Regions from separate parts of the Oryctolagus cuniculus genome. Here region 1 is linked to region 2. Evidence: chromatin contacts called from public Micro-C data. All regions are on one chromosome and are shown on one strand. The core of a region is the stretch at or near the end of the contact, and the rest is flanking DNA. Distances in the headings are between cores, read along the strand shown.

The links. A called contact is a pair of places that touch in the nucleus more often than the background predicts.
Region 1: a contact with region 2 is called in a Micro-C map of ear pinna, with 14 times the contacts expected there. The contact joins the promoter of VCPKMT here to the promoter of ATL1 in region 2. A contact is called at or near these places in 2 of 6 Hi-C or Micro-C datasets (ear pinna and an unstated tissue).

What each region holds. Positions count from the first base shown.
Region 1 is chr12:25,997,568-26,003,465 of mOryCun1.1, reverse strand. VCPKMT (valosin containing protein lysine methyltransferase) reads right to left here and starts at 3,162. Exons shown (of 6, transcript XM_051822818.2): 1 at 2,330-3,162; 2 at 2,142-2,252; 3 at 1,896-1,968; 4 at 1,007-1,126. The coding sequence starts at 2,595. SOS2 (SOS Ras/Rho guanine nucleotide exchange factor 2) reads right to left here. Exons shown (of 23, transcript XM_002718299.5): 23 at 3,173-4,881. The coding sequence ends at 4,372.
Region 2 is chr12:25,609,511-25,615,608 of mOryCun1.1, reverse strand. ATL1 (atlastin GTPase 1) reads left to right here and starts at 4,192. Exons shown (of 15, transcript XM_017348282.3): 1 at 4,192-4,306. MAP4K5 (mitogen-activated protein kinase kinase kinase kinase 5) reads right to left here and starts at 3,950. Exons shown (of 32, transcript XM_051822833.2): 1 at 3,811-3,950; 2 at 3,349-3,567. The coding sequence starts at 3,456.

The DNA of each region.
Region 1 (5,898 bases), core at 1,913-4,412, 390 kb before region 2:
CTGTCCAAAAAAAAAAAAAAAAAATTCTAGTTTTAAAAGGTCACTATCATTTTGCATATTCAAAAAAAAAAAAAACAGAAATTTTTAAAAAACATTTTAGTGGGGCAGGCAGTTAGCCTGGTGGCTAAAACATCTACATCCGACATCAGAGTGCCTGGGTTTGATTCTTAGCTCCAGTTCCCAATTCCAGCTTCCTGGTAATGCAGACCATGGTAGGCAGTGGTAATGACTCAAGGAATTGAGTTCCTACCACCCACGTTAGAGACCAGATTGAGCTGAGGGATTTGAGGAGTAAGCCAGCCAATGGGAGTCTTTCTTTCTTTGTCTCTCAAAATAAAAATAAAACAAAAAATTTTAGCACAGCCATATACTTGCTTTCTCATTAAAGAACAGTAGTCCTTTCAGTAGACAAAACTGCACCTAGCTGTTCCTACAAAATCAGTCACCTGTAATGGAATGGATGTTTGCCCATATAAAGTGGGTATGGGTACCACCAGGGGAAAAAGGATTGAACTTACATAAGACTATGTACTATTTGTGCAACCTCCTGTGGGTCTATCTATCTCAAAAAAAAAAAAAAAAAGTTGTAAATAGGTAGGTATCTAGGTTAAAGTTTCATAAAAATGTGACTGAAAAACAGAAGCAAAAATTTATCACCTGTACATTTCCATCAGGTATTCTCCAAAAGTGAAATACCCATCATTGATGTTTCTCAAAAACAAACATCATGTTGAATAAAAATTAACAACTTTCTCACAAAAGAGGGTCACCATTATTATTTTATATTGTTCTATTAGATAGTGTATCAACCAATGAGAAAAAAAGATAAAGTGTCATGCAAGATGAAAAAGAGGGGAGAGGGCTTAGAAAAATCATGGGTTGTGCAGATTTCTCCTTGGGGTCACACCAGCACAATGTTTACCACCCCAAACTGCCATAAGATACTTGAACTCAGTTATATAAAACCTCTCTGGAAGATAATCACTACAAAGAGAGATTTTCTTACCTCAAAGTATTTTTTCTCGATTTCTGGATTTTTCCCCATTGTTCGTTGTTCATAACAACATATAATACAAGTCTCATATCCACTGAGATCTTTTAGGGTTTTCAGCAATGGCTCCAAAGACTATTGAAAAAGGAATACATATTTTTATGACAAATATTTTCTACTATAAAAGGAACATGGGGAGTGGAGGGATAATTATAATTATTATAATCAATTACTCATCTTTAAATCTATCCAACAAAGCAGATGTAATTCAAGCTCCACAAATGATTGGAAAACAACTCTTAACTAATCAACTCCATTTTATCGAATTTAGTTTCCAGAAAAAGCACTCTAATAACTGTATTTTAAAGATTCCATGAGAAAATAAATGGGTTTCAATCTTTCAAATTTTCATTTTACTTAATCTAATTTAGGATTTAGCAACCGACAATTAACCTTTCAGAAGTCTAACCCTGACATTATTCTGATGACGAGTGATGCCCATAACAGTGTACAGACTGACATTTACAGAAAAACCTTTCCATGCATCTAATAAATCTTGCCACAAGGAGTCCTTTGGAATGCAACTTAATTCTCAATGTCATTTTTAACATGTTCAGCTAAGGAAAAAATAAGATGACCTCAGCTTTTCATTTCACAAATGGCAAAATTCTTCAAAAAGTTTACAAAAGCGATTTTACACCTTTCTCAACATGCTTCACGGGCCCTTATTTTAATCACGGGGGGTGTATCATGCGTCCCTGGTGACTTCTATCATCTCTTCACTGCATCATCCACTATAACACAGTCTGAACTCAGAGACGCTAAAATGTGAAGAAACGTGTGCTTTAGAATCCACGAAATACAGCTCATCTCAAGGAGGAGACTTCGCTCACTGAATGCTTACCTCTTCATAGTATATGCAGTCGGCCATCAGTATGTAGTCTGGTGGCGAAGGAAAGTCTTCTATTTCTTCCCCCCTTAAAAACGTCAAACAAATATTTTAATTGTTGCTTGAATCATGTACCATACTCTTGTCTTATAATAAAAGAACTGGAAACTCCCCTTCGTATTAACCACCCTTTCGGTGAAAAGCAATTTAAAGGCAGGCTACAGATCGCTATCTTAAAACAAGCTGAAAGGCCATACAAACCATTTCAGTACCTTGGCTTGAACAGAACCAGTGACAAGATGCTTGTTCATGTCAATATTCATCTTCAGCAGGTCCTGCAGTTCCTCAAGATCGGTGACTACAACATGTGCCCTACAAAACAACGTCGATGAGGACTAGGCACAGGCTGCGCAGTGGGCACCGGGCTGCACCCCGCCGCCAGCGCTTACCCTAGGGTGGCGGCCATGAGTCCCACGGCTCCGGTGCCTGAGCCCAGTTCCAGGACCGACCGCCGGCTCAGCAGGTGCGTCCCGTCGCCAGAAAACCCGGGTGTTTCCAGGTATTTAGAAAGGACAATAGCTGCGTCCCAGACAACGCAACCCACGCCACCGGAGCTATACTGCTGCAGGCGTAGCACCGTGCCATCCCGCTTCTCCAAAACTCGCACAAAGCTCCGTAGTGGGTCCTCCTCCGACGTCTCCGCAGTTGCCGCCATCGCAGCCAAACCACAGGATGCGGCGCATGCAGTGACGTCACACCCACGCGCACGCCCCGCGGCCCCGCCCTGAGTGGCGGAGCTGGCCGCATGGTGCCACGGCGCGTGCGCGAGTTCCCAAAGCCGCGGGGGCACCGTTACGTGGGCGGGACCGAGCGCTATGCCCCGCCTCCCCAACCCCTAGTCAGCAGAAATCTCTTTTCCAGAAAAACCGAGTGCGATAACCCGCCTGTAATAAAACAAAGGAAACTTCACATTGTTTCTGTATGGATGGAGACGGATTCGCACGGTGGTCACCGCCTTAAGTTCAGGCAACTTCCAAGATCCAACCAAAGACGGCTGTGATCCCGAGTCTCCTCGCCTGCTGGCTCCCGGTTTTCACAGGAATGCGTACAAACGTTGCTGAAGCTTGTCGTTTGGGCTTAACAGTGAAGGCAGTTATTCCTCTAGAGTTTACGTCAGTTAAATTCTTTGGGATTATGTGATGTGTTGCACAAAACAAAATAACGTGTGTATGAATCTACAGGATTCAATCTCTCCTTGGTTTCTTATAATAAAAACACGTATTTTAAAAGCCTTTTAAAAATTAAGACTGGGTGATTTATTAATCTTGTTAAGAACTCTGATACAAAGCACAGTAAAAGGCCACAGACCAGTAAATAAACAACGTGGCTTTGGGCTACTTTACAATTGCTGCTACAGCACTGTCCGCAATATGCTTTTCATCACTTCCAATGAGGGTGTACAAATACCAAAAAAAAAAAAAGTGTCACTCCTCTGATTAAAAAGTTTAATAAAGCTTTAAGTATTTGCTGGTTTAAATATTACCAATCTAAAAAATTTTTTTAAAACATTTCAGTTAACAGGAGATTTACAGAGACGGTTACTAGGTTTTGAAGGCAAGGCGGTTGGTTCCTATGCCATAAGAAGTTTCTCCTCTGAATTTACGCATTAGTAAAGTAGCAGATTGTATTATAGTCCTCAAGTCACTGAAATTTATATAGGTTATTAGCATTATCTTTAAATATACAATATAAACAAAACTGTACATTGATGGCATATTTGTTTTCCAAAACAATAGGCAACTGATGAGCTAAAGACACCGTAGTCTGCCAAAAACAAAGGCACATCTGAGTGAGATACATGCCCTTTCTCCTCTATGATCGGGTTATGTAGTCCTTGCTTACATCTGACAAAATAATAAACAGTGCATTCTATTATTTTCATCCTACTTTTCATTTTTGTCTTCAGCAGCAAATACTGGCATTTAAGACATGGCATTAAACAGTTTAAGAACTGTGGGTGTTATTCACAATTCTCCTAGATGTAAAAACTAGAAGTAAAAACTAGAAGATGGTCAAAGAGGTTTAAAAATCAGTAACACCATTAGCTTCCATGTTTATGTAAATTCATTGCCTTAAAAAGGCAGCTATTACTCAAATTTGAAAAATTCCACAAAAGCACTATCCCTTTTCAGTGCAATCAATGTCACTTTAAATCATATTTTAGCAGAGTCTACAGTGCAATTATAAATTCATTATACTGGCCTTTTGGCAGCACTGAGGATCCAAGACAAGGCAATGCTACTGACCACCTGAGGAAAATGGTGCACGACTTTTGAATTTTTATTTTTCCAATTCTTAAAAGCTTATTTGATCAGTAGCATTTTTGTAAAAGCATTACAAAATAGTACTAAAATACTATGCCTTTTTTGAATAAATTAAAAAAAAACTTTACAAATACTATTCCAGTGTCAATGACTACATATGGCTAAGGTCATTGAGGAGTTTCTGCATTTTCTAACAAAGACAGTCCATACAACGGAGGGTGCGAAAGTTCCCGTTTGTAAGTCTTTGGTGGCAGTTTTGGTAGGTGAGGGCTTGAATTCTGCCTTGGAGGGACAGGTGGAGCTGGAGGATGAACAAGATTATTGTGACTAGAACTAAGAACATAGCATCGACGCGGTACCCTTGGAGAGGGAGTGCTAGGAGGAGTGCTTGGTGAATTCGGACATGTATTAACGTCTCTGAACCACTCTGGATCTCGGTGAAGATGTCCCAGTGGAGGAGGCTGAAGATTAAATGGACAGTTGATAAAGTGTTCTGGAGGCCGAAGGGGAACCGGTGGAGGGGTATCAGGAAGAGGATCTCTTGGCGGTGGTGGAGGTGGGCTGTGCAGAGGTCCATCAAATGCACTAGCAGGAACAGGAACTCTGGGTTTTACCTTTGGAGGAGGAGGCTGTCTCGGTGGAATAGCAGGAGGGTCATCATCAGATTTCATATTCCCCTCAAGAAAAAATAAAGTAAGTAAGCTACTTTTCTGTTCTCCTGAAAATTTTGTAATAAAAATTTAAAGGATGCTGTATCAAGTTAAATCCAGAGGCTCAGAATGGATCAATCTGATTTAATTATCATATTTATGAGTAAATTCCTCCCAGATGAATTCAGGGTTCAATTTAATATTTTTATATGAGATATTTAAATTGAAAACTTAGAAAAGGAGAGGGAGGGAGAGTGGGAGGAAGAAACATGAAAGGAAGAAGAGAATATCATTATACAAGCTGTATCTATGAACTATATTTGAATCTGTTAAAATCCAAATAATTTTTAAAAATATAAATAAATAAATGGATAACAGAACATAAATCCTCAGGTTATTTTGCTGGTCTTACATTGTAGAAGTTTATTTATTTGAATTACAGTGATAAGTAAGTGAAAATAACACACAGTTTTATAGACAGGAAAGGACGTAATGTCGGAGTCTTAACATCCAGTTTCTGCTTACCAGGCATCTACTTCTACTTGCCCAGTGAGGCTCAGAGCAGTAGATCTGAAAGTGTGATCCAGGGCCTGAACCAACAGTACCAGTAGGGAACTTACCAGAAAAGTAAATTCTTGGGCTCTACCCCAAACCCACTGAATCAGAAATTCTGGTGGTGGGGCTCAACAATCTGGTTTGTTGTTGTTGTTGTTTGACAGGCAGAGTAGACAGTGAGAGAGAGAGAGACAGAGAAAAAGGTCTTCTTTTGCCGTTGGTTCACCCTCCAATGGCCACCACGGCCGGTGCACTGCGGCCGGCGCACTGCGCTGATCCGATGGCAGGAGCCGGGTGCTTCTCCTGGTCTCCCATGGGGTGCAGGGCCCAAGCACTTGGGCCATCCTCCACTGTACTCCCTGGCCACAGCAGAGAGCTGGCCTGGAAGAGGGGCAACCGGGACAGAATCCGGCGCCCCGACCGGGACTAGAACCCAGTGTGCCGGCGCCGCAAGGCGGAGGATTAGCCTAGTGAGCCGCGGCGCCGGCC
Region 2 (6,098 bases), core at 2,943-5,442:
ACAAATTCAGCACTATAGTCTGTTCCATGTTTTCCGGCAAATTAAGAGGTTTAAACTGACAAAATGCCCTAAGTCTAAGAACACTGATAATAGGCTATGAAACACTTTTTCAGAAATATTTTCCCAGAGACTCAAATAATTGAAACTTGTAATAAAAATACACATGCAGGAATCAAAAAAGGCACTGCTGGAACATACATAGTATTAAATGCTAACTTAGAGGCAGTTATTTGGATTAATGCTTAGGATGCCAGTTAAGACATCTGCTTCCCACAACAAAGAACCTGGGTTCCATACTTGGCTCTGGCTCCAGTTCCTGACTCCAGTTTTCTACTCATGTGGGTCCTGGGAAGCAGTGGTGATGGCTCAAGTAATTGGATTCCTGCCACCCATACTGGGAGATCTGGATCGGATTCTTGGCTCCTGGCTGTGGCTGGCCTAGGCCCTGCCATTGTGGGCATTCAGGAAGTGAACCAGCAGATAGGAACCTCCTCTTAAATTTCAAGTGCTAACTTAGTGTTGTGATATCTAAAGCAAAGGCTCAGAGAATTAGCTGACATAATCACTGATAATTATTCATTCATTCATCAAATTTTGAGAAAGCACTTACTCTGTGCCTGCTATAATTCTAGGTACTATCAGAGACCTGTGAACAAAACAGATAAAAAATGCCTGCCCTCACGAAGCATTTTAGTGGACTGAAATAAATAAGAAGAAATTGAGTAAAACATTGTTAGACGATGATAACTACAAAGAAAAAATGAGTAAGAAAAAATGAAGAGGATGCAAAATAAGAAGGAAAGGAGTGAGCCGTGTAGTTGTCTGGGAAGACACTTTTTCTTTTCTTTTCTTTTTTTTTTTTTAAGTTTTATTCACTTATTTGAAAAGCAGAATTACAGAGATGCAGAGGCAGAGGCATAGAGAGGTCTTCCATCTGCTGGTTCACTCCCCCAGAAGGCTACAACGGCTGGAGCTGCACCAATCCAAAGCCAGGAGCTTCTTCCAGGTCTCCTACAAGGGTGCAAGGGCCCAAAGACTTGGGCCATCCTCACTGCTTTCCCAAGCCGTAGCAGGGAGCAGGATCGGAAGTGGAGCAGCCAGGACTCGAACTGGCGCCCACATGGGATGCCGGCACTGCAGGCGGCTGCTTTACCTGGTATGCCACAGCACCAGCCCCAAGGGAAGACACTTTTTCAATAGAGGAAATATCAGGAACAAAGGCCCCAAGATGGGAAGCTGCTTATTGTATTTAAGGAAAAGCAAGCAGGCCAGTGGGTTAGAGCAGAATGAGGGCAGGGAGGAGCAGAGAAGGGAGAGGTGGAGGGAAGGCCCTTCAGGTAAGGCTTTCATGGACAGGCAGGACCGCAACAGGTCGAAATGGGAGGGACTGATTCTGGGTAACTAGAACAAAAGAAAGCAAAGGACGAGGAGACACGGTTGTCTTAAGGATATTTACAAATCCAAGACTGGCCTAGAATGCAGTAAGTATACTCTAAGTGAGAGCACAAATGTGAGGGTAGGGGACTATATATATGTTGGGGTGATGTTGTGAAGGTGGGGTGTAACAAATTAAGTCTCTGACTGTTCAGGAGCCCCACAGAGAGACAGAGGGCAGGGAAGCATCAGGATAAGAGGCAGGCATTAACTGCCTCTTCAATACAACCTGTGCTTTCCCTGGTAAGAATAAAACTCTGTTCCAGATAAATTGCTTTAGTTGCTCTATCTATAAAGAAAAAAGGTGGTGGTCTTGATCTCTGCAGGGAAAAAGAGTCCTTAAATTTTCTAGTAGTAGGGAGAAAACCATTACTGGAATTGAGACTGCTGTATAACATAATCTAAGCCAGTCTAATGCATGTCGAAACATAAGACAAAGATGACTAAAAAATGGGACTGAGAAGGCAAACAGGAATTTCAGTTTTTAAAGGAACATTCCACAAGCTGAGTAACACATGGATAAACTAGGAATTTAATCAGATCTAGTTTTACATAGAAAGAGAATTCTGTTGGCTACCCATTTTGCATTCAAAGGTGTTCACAGGGAGAGAGCTGGGACTCTGCAGACAAATCAGCAACTTAGCAAGTGGAAGGGTGCTTAGCACAGATAACTCAAATGCCCATTGTTCACATTAAAAAATCTTCCACTGCAGTTCATCTCAGAGAATTAAACAGTGCCAGAGCTATCATAACCACCTTGAATCGTTACTATTAACAAAGAGGAAATTAAACAAAAGCAAGTAAATAGGAAAAGGGGATGTTTCCTGTCTTATTGCCACCTGTGCAAAACAAGCGACCCCCCCCCCAGAGGCATCTACCAGTTAATTACCCACACGATACAGTCATTTCAACTATGTGCAGGCCTGTGGTTTGAAAGAATGGTGTACATACTCTTAAACTATGACCAAATCCAATAAACCAAGAAGCTGTTGCAAAAAGTAGAGGAACTTCCCTTAATACTCATGAGTTACATTAATGCTTCCTTTTTGGAACAGAGAACAAAAAGCCTAAGGCAATCTCCAACAATCTCTTTCCTCTGGATTCTTCAGGAACATAGTGTACTTGGGCAACTGGTTTGCTTTTCTACCACGTTTTTTAAATCCTAAATTAAGAGGAATTCGTTCTCATCATTTGTTTTAAATTAACAGAAAGCGCACTGGCTGGAGAGTGCACGCACACGCGTGAACACAGACACACACACAAACACAACCTGTAGATCTTATCCACTTGTGGTTATGGGATGTTATAAACCCCAAACAGAGAAAGTGCTAATGCAGGAAAAAACCCAGCAAGTTAATGGTAGGTTTTGAATCACCAACCAGACACAAACCATCAAACTTATGCCAGGAAAGCTTATCTTTTCTGCATGGAGTAATGTTTGTAAACACATCATTTTCACCCAACACTTGACTGCTTACAGCTAGAATTAAGAAACAGGTTTCACAGGACCATTAACAACAACAACAACAAAAAAACTTATATTGGCCAAGCTCATCCATTAATTTTTTTTTTGTAATGCCTGAACGTCAATATTCTCTGCTACTGTCTTCCAGGTTTTCCACACTGACACTAGAATATTCTACCGGACAACTCCATAGCTGATTCAAAGTCGCTTCAAAACCAGAAATAAACTTTTGAAAGTCTTTACACCACAAAAAAGGTTAAGAGTGGTTTGCGACGATGTGGTTAGCTCTGCTTGCTGGCGGCGCCGAGAACCAGCAAGGGATTCGAGGGTGCTCCGAACGCAGGGAGAGGGACCCTGGCCGCTTCCTCTCCAAGATGCAACAATAAGAGCATCCTCCCCCCGGCCGGAAAGCGGCCGGAGCCCGGCGGCCGCGGCCCGGCCTGCCTCACCTTATAGACGTCCCCGTACGTGCCGCTGCCGACTCTCTGGACGAGCTCGTAGTCCTGCTGCGGGTTTCGCCTCAGGATGTCCGCGGCAGGCCGCAGCGGGGCCTCCATCTTCGCTCCGGGCCCGGCTCCCGCCGGCTCTGCCCGCGGCGCGCCCCGATTCCCGCTAACGAGGGCGAGCGCCGCCGCTTCCCAACATGGAGCCTCCGCCCGCAGCTCCGCCTGCACGAGGGACGCGCGAAGGCGGGTCAGCGTCGCCGGCTGCGACCCCCACGCGGCCCCGCGCCCCCGTGGTCCAGCCCCTTTCCTTCCGTCCCGCCCGGGGCCCTGAGGAAGCGAGCCTGGAAGGGCTCCCGGCGCCTCGCGGCCCCGTTCGGGCCACAGCCCTTCCCCCACTCCCCGGCCGCCGGCGAACTGCCCGGCCCGGCCTCCCCCGCCCGCCGGAGCCCGGGGCCGGCTGGGTACCTGAGGGGGGCGGCCCCACTCTTTGTTGAGCGCCGAGCCGGGGTGCCCACTCCCTCAACGGCGCCCGCGTCCTGCTCCCCGGCCCCGGCGGCCGCTCCGGGTCTCTCGCCGCAGCCGTCGCCGCCCGCCCGCCCGCTCGCCCGCCCGCCCGCTCGCCCGCACCGCGCGCCCTCTCGGAGGCGGCCGAGGCGCGTACAGTCGCCGCCGCCGCCGCCGCCGCACCACGTTCCCCACCCGGGGCTGCGTCACCGGGAGACACGTTCCCGGCCAGCGTGGGTCGGCGCCCAGCGGCCCGCCCGAGCGCGCCGGCCGCGGGACCAGAGTGCCGCCCTGAGGCCGGCGGAGGACACGACACCCTCCCGGCCGCGCCGCCGCGCCCCCCTAGCCCGGCGCGTCCTTCCAGGGCCTAGCTCGCTCGCTCCTGCCGCCGGAGACCCGCACAGCACGGCACTCGGGGGCCGACGGGCCTCCGTTAAACCGTCCCCAGAATCGTCAGGTAAACCTGGGCGGTGACGGGTGCAGGGAGAAGGGTGGGCACGAGAGAGAGGGGGCAGGCAGCCCTCCACGTTCAACCCGGAAAAGGTACGTTGAGGGCACCGGGCCAGGGGTAACCTGGCGGTGGGGCGCCGGGGAGGGCCGAGTTAGCCGAGCCGCGGCACGCCCTACTGCACCTTCCTGTTTTGCAAAGCATTCCCAGTGGTGCCAGTTTGAGGTTGCACCGCACACCTGCACAACCTGTCTGGTGCTGAGCTTTTCTGAGCCGTTGCTAAAAGCCTGCCGCCCCAGGAGGCTGCGCCCGGCCCCCGTCACCCTTTTGGGCACAGCCCTGGGTTGTCGCATATCTCGTGGCTGCAGGAGTTCTGCAGGGGGGTGGGGGAGAGGGCTCCGACCAAGTCAGGGTCCACAGAGCCTGGTTCTGGTTCTCCCGCTTGGATGCCATCTGGGACAGGAGTTGGTGTTTGGCAACATCTGCAGTTTTGAAGAGGATAAGGTGTTTTCCATCTGACACCCTAGAAAGTGTTGGTACAGCACTTCGCAACGTCGTGAAGAGGGTTATCAACTGTGAGAGGTTAAAACTACTTGGCAGCGCGCAGAACATGGAATAGGCAGCCAGGGACGTCATTGGGCCGGTGTTTTCTCACAAGTTGTTTTTTGCAGTTTCGGTTCCAGTCTGGCTTGGGAGATAGAGATTCAGTTGCCAGCTTTCTGTATGCTGCAGAAGTTATTCCGTGAACCCAGCAGAGGTTTATAACAGAAGAGCCAGATAACAGGCAGCGCTCTTAGTGACCGGAAAATCGCCAAAGAGTAATTGCAGATGTTGGCACGTGGCGTTTAGCACCCACCTCAACCCTGTTCCTGGGAAGTAGGTGCCTGATTGTTGGTCGTTGAAACCAGTTGTATGATGTAGAAAGTAAATCAAGGCTTCTACAGGACAGGGGATACATGGATTTTCTTGGGCTTTGCACACAAAGGCAGTTATTTAGGGCACATAAGTAAGCCCAGACATAACATGCTCCATGGACAAAGCCCGTGTGTTTGCTGCATTGAAAAAATCGTTGAAGAACAGTTCTTTCTTTCAGAGCTTCTTGGCACTCGTTTTGGTGGGCACATATTCTGACTTCGATGACTCAAAAATCTCTTCAAATGTTCTGTTGGTGTCTTAGTACTTGTTTACTGTCATTGACTTCTTTTTTAAAAGAAAATCTGGCCTGATACGTTGATTCTTTCTCTAGTAAGAAATTCGTTTCTTCTTTCTTAGACCTGTATTAGTCCACAGAGAATCTGAGGCAGCACACAGAAAATTTAAACCGTAGGACAAAAAGTAAGTGAAGAAACTGCTCTGAAGTTAAAAAGAGGGAAGATAGGACATCTGAGCAAGGCAACAAATTGGCTGCAGCAGAGAATTTTTGTACTGTTTTGAGATCAGATGAGCCCGCTGATCAAGAGAGGCACATCGTTTCCTGATGTTAAGGCTGCGGAAAAAATAGAAGGAGAAACTCTGAATGCTCAGTTTGAGACAAGGTGAATACCCATCTGACAATCCTTTAAGCATGTTATTCTTGAAACACAAGGTTTAAATAAATTAGGCCATAAAAGTTTGAGGTTGGGGCTTCAGCAAAACCCTGGAGTGCAGATATTTTATGCTACCAGTAATGGCAGATCCATACACTTTGGCCATCAGCTTAGAGGCAGATAGCATGGAAAAAGTCAAGATTTCACATGGTAGTTTAAAAAATGTGCCTGCTATAGTCATTACTTTTCTTGTACCACAACTGGTGCTAAGGGGA